Regions from separate parts of the Mus musculus genome. Here regions 1 and 2 are each linked to region 3. The links are chromatin contacts, called in public promoter capture Hi-C maps. All regions are on one chromosome and are shown on one strand. The core of a region is the stretch at or near the end of the contact, and the rest is flanking DNA. Distances in the headings are between cores, read along the strand shown.

Region 1 (4,880 bases), core at 520-3,019, 160 kb after region 3:
GCCTCAGAAAAATAAAAACCCAGGTATTGTTGCCTTGGCCTTTCAGCATGATTAGATAATTGAAACCAGACCTACTAAATTTGTGAGGTTTGATATTTGGTATATGTTAATGACAGTTTTTGTGAAGTGTTCGTTTTTCTTTTAACCCAGCCTGCTCCCAGTAATTAAGCCTGGAGCATTATATTTACTTACTAAGCTATAACTGAACAGTACTACTCTGTTTTAATCCTCTAAGCTACTCTAGCCAGAATCCCAGAGATTCTTGAATTTTATGGCTTTCTCTGCTCAAACTGTTTTCTCATGGTGTCTCCTGGTTTCTCTCCCCATGGCTATTTCTCCCTCTCCCATCTCTCTGTCTCTTTGTCTGCCCTCTCTCTGCATATCACACACCACACACACACACACACCCGCTGTGAGGAAGTTCAGACCTATTCTTTCCCCTGCTCAGTCATTGGCTGGTCAGCTAGCTTTATTGACTGATCAGGGAATAATGGGGAACAGTGAGAGAGAAGAGTCTCAAAATGATATGGGCACACACAAATTGGCATTTGAATAATACAAGGATAATCTTTACACAGGGCATAATAACATTGTACCTATAGGTGTTTAACACTGATTGACAGTCTCGGGGATATAGAAAGTATTTCTGGGTTTTGGAAAGCATTATGTAGATGAAAAGGCTTCTTGGTTGAGGTGTAGGGGAGACTTCTTACTGTAGAACAAATGAAACTTGAAAACTACAGTTTTCAGTATGTCTGGACCTTTGTGAAGAGACTCCACATGAAGAGATGGGTGGATGGAAGATTGAAAATAATTAGCTCATCCTTTTAATTCCTGGATTCTTTGGTTCCACATTTCCGTAGATGTATGGATCTCGGACATCTGCAGGGTCTCTTAGGGTACACATTTATCTTTCAGTAGGTCTGGAACTGGGCTCAAGCATTTTCATTTCTTAATGGGCTCCCGGGAAGGTTGGGAGCTGGTTGTCCATGACCCATACTTGGGAATCTTGTTGGATATTGAGTGTCTCAGTGCTCCGGAATCATGTCCTCTCTGCTGACTGGGCAGGTGAGCTAGGACACGTGTGACCAGAGAAACGGACAGAAGAGGATGGAAAAGAGGCTGTCAGGGAGAGTAGAGTGCAGAGCCTCTGAGTCAAGGTCAGGATCTTCAGGCCTGGCATCAGATGTTCTCCGTGTTAGTGATCCGTCAATAATTCATTGTTGGTAGCTTTAGTTCAAAGCCTTGTTAGAAGAAGATACTGAAAATGGACTCTTTCCATTTTCTCTTTTTCTCTTTTCTGTCAGTTGGCTTCCTGAGGCTCAGGTGGTCCAAAGAGCTCTTAATTCAGCAGCAAACAATGTGTACCAGTATGGACGGGAATGGATAACTCACAAGGTAAGAAATGAGCCTTTCTTGTGCCTTTCTCTGCAGGATTTTCACAGGAGCAACTTCTTCCTTTGATAGAAGATATGCAGAGATTCTGTTTTTGAAATACATTTACATCTATAGATAGGCAAGTGCCATAAAGTGGAGCAAACTCTCAGAACGTAACACGGAACAGTGCCAGTGCACTGGACAGTCTAGAGAGGTTGACTGCTTGCTTGCTTTCTGAGTTATTTGTGCATTAGGATAGAATGATCACAGAACCTAACTGGTCAAATAAGACCATGTGGAGGAAAAAGAAATTGTGCGAACACACAGAGCCCTGTATCTGCTGCTTACTGTGCCTGGCAGTTTCCAGGTTCATTTAACAGCCCAAGTTCCCCGTTGCACTGTGAGGTGTTTTATCACTTCCAGGTGAGAAAACAGGCTTAGCAGGCTCAGCAGATCCAGATGGCCGTGTGATGAATTTGCCTCACACTGGTGACTAACTTTACATCCTTGTTTCTTTCTGATGTAGCTTTCTGGCTGTTTCTGGCTGTGCTTTAGGGTGGTGCTTGAGAATAACCCTAGGAGGACTGGCAGACCAAGGAAGAGTGTAGCTCTAAACAGTTACCTGTGGAGTGAAGATCCAGAGGCACGAGGGTGCTCGTGCTTGAGATGAACTTGACTAAAGGGGTGGGGCCTTGGGAAGGGAGAGAGTGAGAGGGAAGACACAGTTGTTGGACTTAAAGAATAACTTTCTCTGTCTGGAGTTGGGACGTATCCCTCCCCTAATATTGCCCAGAGCATATAGTTAATTTTCAGCCTTAATATGACTAAGTAGTTAGGATTGACAAGATTGAAGGCTCTGAAATGTGTACCCCCAAAATTGTACAAGCAATTAAGTTCTTTTTTAAAATTCAAAAAAAAGGGGGTTGGAGAGGTAGCGTGAGATAGGCACGCCCTGCTCATGCAGAGGACTGGGTTAGGCTCCCAGCCCCTGCACACCGACTTACGGCCTTCTGTAACTCTAGTTTCAGAAGATTTGGCACCTTCTGTCCTCTGCAAGCACCAAACACTCATACAATAAAACAAATCTTCAAAAACAATAAAATAGCCAGGCAGTGTTGGCCTTTAATCCCAGCACTCGGGAGGCAGAGGCAGGCGGATTTCTGAGTTCGAGGCCAGCCTGGTCTACAGAGTGAGTTTCAGGACAGCCAGGGCTACACAGAGAAACCCTGTCTCGAAAAACAAACGCAAAAAAGTAACACCCCAAGTTATGAAAAAGAACTCACTAAGAGTTGAGAGGTTTGTCTTTCAGGTTTATTATGTCTGTCCAAGACGCTTGATCAATTGGCACATGATGATATTGGAAAAAAATTGAACAAGCAAGAGATAAGTATGTGTGTATAGATCTTTGAACTGTCGTGGGAGGAAGAGTCAGCTTCTGCAAAGAGCTTGCAGCTTTCTATAAATGTGTTATTTTGATAAAGCCATAGCATTTTATTCAGATTTATTTATTGGAGAAATTTTTATTCTGACATTCTTGCCTTTTAGGTAAGAAGATAAAAGGAATTTTGGTGAATACTACACCTTACATCTTAGATTAAAAAATAAATTTCAGGCTACTTACAGAAAAGAAATAACTATGTAACCTCTTGTTCAAGAGCCTAAAAAATGAGGACATTGGGATCAAAAGTCAGGAAATGTTTTTGGTTCTGACTTAGAAGACAGAAGGGGAGTATATATTAGCCATCAGTTGTTCATTAGCTGTTATATAGATCAGCCTGATGTGGTAAATTTATTTCAAGTGTGACGTGTGTGTGAATGGTGTATGTGATTGACTATGTGTGCTTTCTTGTGTGAAGGGGATAGAGGGTATAGATGTGTGTAGGTGGGTAGGCGGCTGTATGTGTGGAGGTCATAGAACAGCCTTTGAGTGTTGGCCTTTAAGGTAGTAAGTTTGAAGAAATACTGATAAATGTCACAACATTTTAACCTGAAAAATAAAATGTTTTTCAGAGATAGTTGGCTTTTATATTTATTATGAATAATTTGTGTCTAGCTTATGAGCAAACCACTTTTATAAGCGGTTTGTACCAGATATAACTGGTTCAGGTATTTATAAGGCCAACATCATGTGGGCAAAGAAGTACCTAAATGCATATTGTCAACCAGTTTGGAGAATTAGCCTTTCATCATTAAAGGAATGAAGAACAAATAACGGTTTCCACTTAAAGCCTGCTGAATTATCTTTAAGGCTTTCAGTTAGTTCATACTGCCTTGGGGAAAGTGGTGTCCTGTGCAGTACTCCAAAGCAGTACTTACACAACTCCTTAGAGCGTTGTTGGCCAGTGCACAGCACTCCATTACTTGCCTTGACGACTCTTCAGTTTACACTGGGGATACGAATCGTGAACCATATGTGAAGATGCTGACTGCCTTAAAAATTGGGACTGTTTATATATCCTCCTGTGAGTAGTGACTAAGTGCAGTGAATTTAATAAATGAACACAACACCATTGAATGTAAGATGGTGACAAACACTAGAGATAGAAATGCTTATGATTAAAAAAACACAGATTTTATATTTCATCTCTGTGAATGGATAGGAAGTTATAGAAAAAAATGGGAAAATGGAAGCAGTTATTTTAAGAAAATGGAACTACAATCCAATGCTTGTCTTTTAAAATTGTCTTGAGAGCCTGGCGTGGTGGTGCACGCCTTTAATCCCAGCACTCGGGAGGCAGAGGCAGGTGGATTTCTGAGTTCGAGACCAGCCTGGTCTACAAAGTGAGTTCCAGGACAGCCAGGGCTATACAGAGAAACCCTGTCATGAAAAACCAAAAAATAAAATAAAATAAAATAAAGTTGTTTTGAGACTAGGGAGATGGTTCAGTTTGTAAAGTATTTGGCAGTTTGTCTTGCAAGCCTGAAGACCTGCGTTTGTTCCCCAGCACCTATGTAAATGAAGCTCAGCCCACATCTTTAACCCCAGGACAGGCAGAAGCAGGTGGGGCTCTGTGAGTTGGAGGCCAGCCTGGACTACAAATGAGAAAGATCTTATCTCAAAACAAATGAACAAAAGAAAAGCCAGCCACAGGTAATCCCTGTGTTGCAATCCCAGTGCTGAGAAATAGAGGCAGTAACATCTTTGGGCTGCTGACTGGCCAGTCTAGTTGAATCTGGTGAGCTCAAGGTTAATTTAAACTCTATCTCAAAAAGTAAAGTGGAAAATGACTGAGGGAGACACGCGGTGTCCATCGTTGGTTTTGACACTCATTTGTGCATATGTATGCCCATACACTTATACATACAAAAATCAAAATCTCTTAAGTGCCCCCCCCCCCCCTTTTGGCCTGTGCTAGGGATTGAGCAAGGTAAGTGATCTCCTCCTGAGCTCTTTGCTCTGAGCTTTACAAATGTCTCTAATAAGGAAATAGGATGAGACACTACACTGAGTGTAAGTTGTGCCTGCTGTGTCAGGTTCCCAGAAGTCTGTCCTGCCAGCCCTG
Region 2 (4,578 bases), core at 370-2,869, 220 kb after region 3:
TGCTAGGGATCGAACCAAGGACCTCAAATGTGCCAGGCCAGTGCTCTGCCACTAAGCTACACCTCCAGTGCACACGTGCCATTATGTATAACCCATTTACTGTGTGAGCAGTGGAGTGGAATGCGGTGAGAGGTGCCTTTATGCAGAGCAGCTTAGGTAGAACCGAGGAAAATGTGTGCTGTGAGCCGGTGATTTGCCCTGCCGTGTTCTCAAGTCTTGAAGATTTGTTGGAAGATCTGGAGAGTCTCTGGAAGTGTATGTCCCAGATTACTGCCCTCAGGTGAACTTGTAATCACAATTAATAGAAGCATTGTCCTGGGAAATGATGCAAGATGCTCTGCTTCCTGGCCCCTGGCCTGCAAGGTCTAAGGCGAATGATTTGCTTGGTCTGATATGCTGGGTTTAATTTTCTTGGTCTTTGTGATATCTTTTTTAAAGTTTTATTTATTTATTTATTTTTAAGTATTGAGGTAAAAGTTTCTTCTTCTTCTTCTTCTTTTTTTTTTAATTTTCAGATCACCACACTTATAAACCATAAAGATAATACCAAAAAGTCTGATAAAACCCTGCAAGCGATTCAGCGTGTGGGACAAGCGGTCAACTTGGCAGTTGGAAGATTTGTTAAAGTAGGGGAAGCTATAGCCAACGAAAACTGGGATTTGAAAGAAGAAATTAACATCGCCTGCATCGAAGCCAAGCAAGCAGGTACCTGTGTATCCACCTTGTGTTCCGCTGCTTGCTTGCTGGTTTGTTTTGTGTGTGTGTGTGTGTTTGTTTGTTTGTTTGTTTGTTTTAGGAGGCAAAGTCCTTGCTGACCTGGAACTTCCTTTTGGTGGCCTAGCTGGCTTTGAACTCTGCTTCTGCCTCTGGCAAGCCATTTGAGTCCACACCCAGCTCTCATTTCCTTCTTGAGGCAGGTCTCACGCTTAGCCCAGGCTGCCCTCAAACACAGTCGGAGTCCTCCTGCCTCAGGCTCCCAAGTGCTGGTAGAATGGGTGACATCACTGCTCCCAGCTGTAAATATTTATTTTAGAGACTATTGCTATTTCATTATTCCAAATGTTATGGCAAGTATTTTTTTATTATTTATTTAATTTGAGGCAGTCTCACCAGGTAGCCTGGTTATCCTGGAACTCACTGTGTAAACCAGGTTGGCTTTTAACTTGGAGTGATCCTCTTGTTTCTGGATTCCAAATGCTAGGGTTACAGCTGTGTACCACTACACCCAGGAAAACTTAGGAATTTGTTTTCTAAAATGCTGGGGATTGAACCCAGGGCTGTTTTTTATGCTAAGCACTACCAAGCTACATCCCTGACAAAACACTTTAGGTTTACTTTGAGTTAAGCTATCCAGCCAGAAGGTGGTGGTGCATGCCTTTAATCCCTCACCCCACCCCCACCCCCACTCTGTGAGTTTGAAGCCAGCCTGCTTTAGAGTTCCAGGACAGCCAGAGCTAAAACAGAGGAGTCCTGTCTCAAAATACAAAAAATAAAAACATAAAAAAAAAAATCCTAGAATATTAATGACGTGGGTTGGCTTTTAGGAATGGTGGGGCTCCTTCTGACTCCAGTCCTAAGCCTGAAACACAGGACTCATTCACAACAGTTCACAGTTAGAACGTTGACATGTCATACTGACTGAGGTCGGTGATGCAGAGAAGAGAGGGTGAGAGAGGGTGAAGGATGAAGGCAGGGAGACGCCATGTGAAGCGTTTACATACAAACAGCTAAATGCAGACAGTGCCATAGGGCTACAGAGAGCAGGAACAACAGAGAGCATACTTGCTGATGTGGCTGGATAGACACGATGTAGCTCTTAGCTACAGGAGAGGGAGGACTCTGGGCTTCTAGCCGTTTGTTGGTTTAGGGAACAGCTTTATGTGGGACGCAGAGGAGATGGCCTCACTTTATTTGTAGTTTATATTTTTTTTCCATTATAAAAAAGGATTTGAAGTGGGCCATAATAAAAGACATGTCAAGTGAATCTATTAAAATCAGAGAAAAAAATATACCAGAATCTTTGGCAAAGATGAATATTTAACTAAGTAGTAAATTTATCTTTGTACTTCCTGGAAAGCAAGACGAAAATGGGAGAAAGAAAGGGTTATATAACCCCCATTGTTTGCTGAGAGGCAACAAACCAGTTCGTAAGAGGAGAATCCTGTTTTCCTGGCACCACGTTATTCTCTGGGCACTTATACAGCTTGTTATAGAATACAGTGGGCAATGCAGAGAGAGCAGAAAGACTGTCTCGAATTGTTCCTGTTAGCAGCCCTTGCTGAAAGCAAGAGGGGCGGGGCGGGGAGGGGGGGTGGGATTTACAGGGAAAGAACAGCATGAGGTCCTATGGTCCCTTAGCCTTGTCTCCTTGTGCTTAGTGAGGGCAGGGGTTGGGGGAGGGGAGGAAGTGAGTCGTATGAGCAGGCATGCGCAGATAGCTCCAGCAGAGGATCAGGCAGGTCCCCTCCGGTGGCATGAGCCTCACATACCATCTCTTCTAAATCACTCCATGAGGAGCCCCACCCCAACCGGACACCTCCTGAAGTTGCAGGTAAATAGGGACCTTTCACTGACACGCGCTGTGAACCAGTCCTGAGGGCCTTTGGCTCACTCAGCCCTTAATGGCCTCTTTCTCCTGGGCAGCTTGCATGTGCTTGAGGGCAAGACTACGAAGCAGTGATCAAGACCTAGTGAGTGCTTCAGGTTAACTGTTATATTCCAGTCTGACCTTTTTCACCAGGCCGGGAGACACTGGGCAAGCCACGTTCTCATGGGAGCATGGCACTGGTCTTATTTGTGGAGGATTGTTATATGATGTGTGTGTGCACTCGGCATGAATACGTGTTTACCACGTTTTCACGTCATGATTCTTGCATCTTAGTCTCTCTCTGGTCTCTCTTTACTTTTTGCTTGACTCCCTGCTAAGACTTGTTTTCTGTATGGCAGCTCAGTAAATATTTTTGTTAGAGTGGGTCTTAGTTAGGGTTTCCATTGTTGGGAAGAGACACCATGACCAAGGCAACTCTTTTTTTTTTTTTTTTTAAAGATTTATTTATTTATTTATTACATGTAAGTACACTGTAGCTGTCTTCAGACCCTCCAGAAGAGGGAGTCAGATCTCATTACGGATGGTTGTGAGCCACCATGTGGTTGCTGGGATTTGAACTTTGGACCTTCGGAAGAGCAGTCGGGTGCTCTTACCCACTGAGCCATCTCACCAGCCCCCAAGGCAACTCTTATACTAAAGACAACATTTATTTATTTATTTACTTTTGATTTATTTATTATTATATGTAAGTACATTGTAGCTGACTTCAGACATACCAGAAGAGGGCGCCAGATCTCATTATGAATGGTTGTGAGCCACCATGTGGTTGCTGGGATTTGAACTCAGGGTCTTCAGAAGAGCAGTCAGTGTCCTTCCAAACCCACGTTTCTTCAGGTGTAGTGATTGACAGTTCCCCTCCCTCCCTGCCGCACCTCCCTCTGCCCGCCTTCCCCACCCCTACCCCAAGGCCTGGGCACTGTGTCCTGCTCACTGCTCTGGATTTAAGGTTTGGCTTTTGCTTCTTGGGACTTTTCTTTTGTCTTGCAGAGAAGCAGCCTTTAGATTGTGTGGTTGCCCAAACTACAAGAAAGACAAATTGTATTTTTGACTGAGTCAGAGTTTGCCTTGGTTCTGAGAGTGTACATTTTTGTTTGTTGTTGTTTGCTTTGTTTTTGCTTTGCTAAAAAGCATCCTAGGCGCCTTCCGAGGCAGAGCTGCTTCTTAGTCCTCATGTTTCCCAGGTTAAAATGCACGGGAAATGAGAGAAAAGTCTGTCTTTTGTTTAAGTTTTCACTCCCATCATAGTATCTCCCCCCCCCCCTTTTTTTTTAGGTGAAACAATCGCCTCACTCACAGATGTGACTAAACGGAGCCATTTGGAATCAGATGGTCAGGTCACGATTCTGACAGACAAAACAGGCGTCGTGCAGGCCGCCCGGCTGCTGCTCTCCTCAGTGACAAAAGTGCTGCTGCTGGCAGATCGTGTAGTCATCAAGCAGATAGTGACATCGAGAAACAAGGTACTCACTTGTGGCTGTGTTTGTGTCTCTGGTGGTTCAGAGTCCTTGTTGAGGTGAAATCCAGGTAATTGGGCAATGCTTGTTAAATAACTGTTTATAGCACCTGTTGCCTAGAGTTTAAAATGGTGTTTTCTACACCCACCATCTCCAATGTACTGATCCTAAGCTCTTATTTATTTCCATTTAAAAATCTATTTTTTTTTTATGTATATGACTGTTTGCCTGCATGTAAGCCTGTGTGCCATGTGCATGCCTGGTGCTCATAATGGCCAGAAGAGGGCGCCAGATCATCTGGAACTGGGGTTACAGATGGTCGTGAGCTGCCATGTGGGAATGCTGGGAATCAGACATGGATCCTCTGGAGTAGCAGTCAGTGCCCTTAACCACTGAGCCACCTCTCCAGCTCCAGGCCTAAACTTTTAAATGCAAGTAATGTTTCTCATTTAATAACAACAGCACTAAAACTCCTGTTGAGGCTTACTGCCAAAAGCCTTTAATGTATGCAATTTG
Region 3 (4,782 bases), core at 2,088-4,587:
GATGGAAATGTCAGCATGCAGAGGTTCGCAGAGCCGCTGCGGTCTGCCCGTATCCATGTGGATTTGGAACTGGGTGGGGAGGGCAGTCCAGGAGATTGCCAGAGTAAGCAGGCTTTTCCCTGCTGGGGAGAAACATTCCAGTTGGCTCAGACCTAGTGACCTTCGTTCCTCAAGGAGACATGAAAGAGGAAGGGTCGCTTGGAGGTGAGGCTGCCCCTTGGAGGCATCTGGAGCAGGTAGCATTTGGCTCCTTCCATCTGAGAAGCCACCAGGCAAGAGTAACTGGATTGGAGCAGGGAGGGGCTTATCAGCAAAACACAGCTCCCCTCCTGGAAGCTGCAGCTGCCTTCACAGTGGTGGGATCTGGAAAGCCTTTATGAAGTTAGAAACATTTCCTTCAGTGCATAGCAAGGGAAGCCAAGGTTTAGGTCAGGGGCTCTACTGCAGCAGCCTGGGAGAAGATGTTCCATGCTAAATGTCTCTACGGTGTTCCTTGAAAGGTTATTCTATGTCTAATCAATGTTCTCTTCATCAAAGGATTCAAGGACTCAGACCTACTTGGTTTGAGAAACCAAGTGGCTGATACTTACGTTGCAGGTTTTTTCCTTTGATAGACAGGGATTCTTGCCCCTGTGCCTGGCCTGGCAAAGGAGGCTGTATTTCCAAATAGGAGCTTTAAACTTAGCATGTCTTTACCAGGAGACTTCATGTTAAGTTGAAATACACACTGGAGCGCTTGAGAAGAAAAAAAAAAAAAAGTCAACGGCAATAGCCGTGGTATGCCGAGAGCTGCTGCTGGGGTTAATGTGCAACCAAATATTTTCTTCCCAGTGGACGGACGGAATATCAAGCTACACACGGCTCCAGATTGCGAAGAACCAGCACCTTTGAGAGGAAGCCTAGCAAACGTTACCCGTCCCGGCGACATTCCACATTCAAAGGTTGTACAGTGTTCCTGCCTTGCTGACACTTTACAGCGGGGTCTATGGGTCTGCTCTCTAGGGGCAGAACCTACCGCTCTTACCCTCTGGTGTTCAGAAGCTGTTGAAAAAGACCGAGTCTTTGTGCCCTCCAGTCTTCAATCTTTCTCCTGGTCAATGTGTTCCTTTGCCTCCTGTCTGTCTTCCTGCGAATGTGCCTCTCTACTTACTTTATGCTTGGACCTTTGCCAAGCATAGAGGGTACTGCATCCAATGTCCCCACTGCCTCCCCATTCCTGATGGGGACATGGGCGCATGCTAACCAGAATTGTGACCACAGAAGAATGGATGCCCAACCTGCAGGGACACAGTTCAGGTCCCTCATAGTTGGTCCAGATATACTCATTCCTGAATATAGCTGTACCCTGGACTTCTCCTCTCTTCCTGATCAGAATTCTTTGAACCGAATATCCCTCATTGAGCTGGCTCACACCTGTGTCGGGCCTGAAACCAGCAGAGTGTATCAGACAGTCCATGAGCATTCCTGACTTGATTCTATTTAAACTGGATTTCATAATCTTAGCTTGGAGCTCTGCATAGCTCATCTCTCTACATGGATTGCTACTCTGTCTGATACATTCCAGGTAGCTCTAAATTGTTTGTGCTTTTTTTTTTTTACAACAAGGCCATCACATATGGCCTCTGCTAACCTCCTATACTAGATAGGACTATTCTGGACAGTTTTCTGTGCATATCTTGGGATTTAATGGGCCTCTGTGGAGCCTTGCTTATATACCTTTGCCTCCTAGAATCTTCAGCCTTTTTCTCCCTCCACCCTGTTCCCTTCTCTTATGAGCCAACAGCTCAGTAGCATGACAGTCAACAGGTCTTCAGTCATCCTTGGCTGCTTTAGTGGAGGAGAATCCAGAAAATGTGGCCTTAACTAGGAAGGGCCAGGGAATGGGAACATGCTCAAAGGGATGAAGGTGACTGCAGCAGTGTCTAAGGGAACAGCAAGGGCTGAGAACTCCTGCAGAGCCTTTGCCTCCATTAGCAGAACTACACTTGGGGGTGGGTCGGGTGTGCCTGGGGAGGTTGTCCATTGTATTACAGGGGCCTAGAAACAGACCAGTCCTGGGAATAGCTTTCTAAAGAAAAAGCACTATTTTGATATATAGCTGTAAGCACCCAGTCCCCACAGTGTGTGCTCACACAAGGGGAGCAAGCATCTGGTGTAGCTGTAGAAGTGGAACATATGGCAGGACCCCAGTGGGTAGCTTGGGGCTGTTCTAGACTCTGGTTCCGAGACCCCCTCTCACCCTCCTTTCTGGCCTCTAGATCCTCCTTCTTCATTTATTTTATTGATGGTTTTTCTAGCTAGAGGCCTGGTATCATCTTTGTGAAGCTTTGAATGATTCTTTCCCCTGGCATGCCTTTCTTGAAAGGAAGCAAGGAGAGCCGGGGGTGGGGGTGGGGGGTATAGGCTTGCATGGTAGAGTGCTTGCCTAGCACAGATGAAACCCCTAGATTTGATCCCCCAGTTTTGCATAAACCTATAATCACAACTCTTGGGAGGCTGAGGGCAGGCGAGTCAGAAGTTCAAGGTCACCCTCACCTGCATAGTCTTTGAGGCTAACCTGAGCAACATAAAACTCTGCCCCTGTCAAAGGAAAAGTGTGTGGGGAGGGGGAGGGGGAGTTGGGGATATAGCTCAGTGGTAGCAAGGCTGTGGGTTCAATTTCCAGCATCACACAAAACGAAGAAATGTAAATTGAAGTATAGTTGAATAAATATTTGCCCCTTTCATGCAGGCTCTGCCTCAATAAAAATGCCCACTCTAAGTCCTTCCATAAATGCCTGCTGGTATTTCATCCTTCATCCTGTTATACTGCCTTTCCATCCCAGACTGAATTCTCCTCAGGAGCAAGGGCTCACCTGTGGTTGTCTCCAGTGTGCCTGCATACCAGTGCACCCAGTCCTGGGAGCCTGCTTTGAGAGTTGCCTAGAAACCTAGACGAAGCAACACAAGGTAGAGAGAGGGCTGTTCAGGTCATCAGGGAAAAAGTAGCTGGAGTTGAGGGCTGCCCAGCTTGAGATGAGGAGTGTACTCTGAGAGAGATGTCCCTGTCCAGTATCTCTGTGTGTTAGTTCAGGGTGAATGTTGGAAAGTTCTGCATAACTTTCTATTCTGCCTTTACAGCGAGCAACCCAGTAATTGCTGCTCAGCTCTGGTAAGTACCCCCAGCCGCCTCAGCACAGCTCCCCCCTCTAATTACCGTGTTTGTTTGCAGTGTTGACTTTCTCCTTAATACAATTAAACCCAGGTGACTCACCTGATAACTCTTTCTCCCTGTACTGCTGCCTGGCTGCCCCATCCTCCCAGCTGTCAATAAGCACACAACAGAATGTTCCAAGGCTTTCTTGTTGCAAAACAGCTGCTTTGTTTGAGTAGCACAGAGCTCTGTTTGTTGTCGCAGTGGTAAGGTGGCAGGCATGCATGCAGCATGTGCAGTAATGGTGTGGCAGGCAAAGGCAGGGACTGAACACCACCCTCCTGGGCAACAGGTGCTGCTGTACCCATTGGCTAGCAGGTGTTAGGAGACACTGGCCACCACCGGAGGGGCTGGCGAGATGGCCGAGTGGGTAGAGGCGCTTGCCATGCAAGCCTTGGGACTCATATTAAATCCTGAAACCTATGTAAAGGTGGAAAGAGAGACCTGACCTCCACACGGGCACCATGGCGTGCATATACATCATGCACATAGGCATGTAATAATAAGCCGTAAATAAACCACATACAGAGCTTCTGTGGAAACTGTGCCACAAGACTGAAAATCTCCAGTGTGGGACGTTGCAGGCTTCTTACCGGGGGACAGGTAGAAAATATTTTGAATTCTAGGCTCCGACATCTCTTTCAGAAATATTCAGTGCTGCTGTAGCAACAGTGAAGCAGCTGTAGACACTATGTAAACAAGTGAGTATGGCTGTTAATAAAACTTTATTCATAAGTACCAGTCCACCATAGTTGATCCGTGGATGGAATCAGCTGCTTCTTCTCCAGCACAGGTGTTCCTGGTCCTGCCTGTGTCTGGAACTACCTGACGATGTCCCTATTGGGCAAGAAAACCCTGCACCATATGAAAACATATATACACATGTGTGCTCTATGTCTTGGCGGGGGGGGGGGGGGCTCTAGCAGTCAGGGTCTCTGCAGATAGTGTGCTGAAAACTCCTGACATTTTTTTTTTTAAGATTCATCTATATGAGTACACTGTAGCTGTCTTCAGACACACCAGAAGAGGGCATCAGATCCCATTACAGACGGTTGTGAGCCACCATGTGGTTGCTAGAATTGATCTCAGGACCTCTTGAAGAGCTGTCAGTGCTCTTAGCCACTGAGCCATCTCTCCAGCCCTGTGACATTCTTTCAGTCAGGTTCTGCTTCTAATTCTTGGGAGTGGAGTGGAAGCTACAGTATTGCTTGCTTTCTTAGGAGATGATTGTTTTGTTTATGTCTCCCTGATAAGGTGACATTTCCCTCAGAATCTAGGGGGAGATTATATATTGGGAATGAAAACAAACATTAAAAAAAAAATCACCACACACACATACAAAAGTTGTCAGTAAATATACCCTTTAGGAACAAATGAGTTAATAACCACCGTTGGCGGCTGTTTAATGGCTCTTTCCAGCCTGTGGGGTCCTGGTGTGGAATTGCTAGGGGGGACCATGGATGGAGTTGTGCTGGGAACTGCAGATGACTGCTGGAAAAACAGCACCTTGTAGACCAGTTTATCCACCTGCCGAGGTCCGGCTTAGGAGGTCTGGATCACAGCCTGGCTTTTCTGCCAGGCCTCTCTGA

Evidence for each region. Capture Hi-C pulls out chosen DNA fragments and counts their contacts.
Region 1: a contact with region 3 is called in a promoter capture Hi-C map of pancreatic islet. The contact joins two enhancer-like sites. A contact is called at or near these places in 2 of 39 promoter capture datasets (liver and second pharyngeal arch cranial neural crest), 1 of 484 Hi-C or Micro-C datasets (large pre-B cells), 1 of 115 datasets of contacts at active chromatin or transcription factors (embryonic stem cells) and 1 of 9 other capture datasets (pancreatic islet).
Region 2: a contact with region 3 is called in a promoter capture Hi-C map of pancreatic islet. The contact joins two enhancer-like sites. A contact is called at or near these places in 2 of 115 datasets of contacts at active chromatin or transcription factors (embryonic stem cells and pancreatic cancer cells) and 2 of 9 other capture datasets (liver and pancreatic islet).

Annotation. Positions count from the first base shown.
Region 1 is chr4:56,906,675-56,911,554 of GRCm38.p6, reverse strand. Tmem245 (transmembrane protein 245) reads left to right here. Exons shown (of 18, transcript NM_001369260.1): 10 at 1,308-1,398. Among named protein-coding and RNA genes, the nearest start is that of Gm22300, 4.5 kb to the left of the region's middle. Within about 2 kb of position 1,769, at least 7 of the 459 cell types and tissues checked have an H3K27ac peak or open chromatin away from gene starts, as enhancers often do. A contact at or near this core is called in pancreatic islet, where this site is marked.
Region 2 is chr4:56,843,937-56,848,514 of GRCm38.p6, reverse strand. It overlaps Ctnnal1 (catenin (cadherin associated protein), alpha-like 1), which reads left to right. Exons shown (of 19, transcript NM_018761.3): 2 at 516-705; 3 at 3,881-4,068. Among named protein-coding and RNA genes, the nearest start is that of Ctnnal1, 19 kb to the left of the region's middle. Within about 2 kb of position 1,619, at least 46 of the 459 cell types and tissues checked have an H3K27ac peak or open chromatin away from gene starts, as enhancers often do. A contact at or near this core is called in pancreatic islet, where this site is marked.
Region 3 is chr4:57,069,421-57,074,202 of GRCm38.p6, reverse strand. It overlaps Epb41l4b (erythrocyte membrane protein band 4.1 like 4b), which reads left to right. Exons shown (of 25, transcript NM_001355492.1): 12 at 832-941; 13 at 3,121-3,151. Among named protein-coding and RNA genes, the nearest start is that of Gm34738, 22 kb to the right of the region's middle. Within about 2 kb of position 3,337, at least 17 of the 459 cell types and tissues checked have an H3K27ac peak or open chromatin away from gene starts, as enhancers often do. A contact at or near this core is called in pancreatic islet, where this site is marked.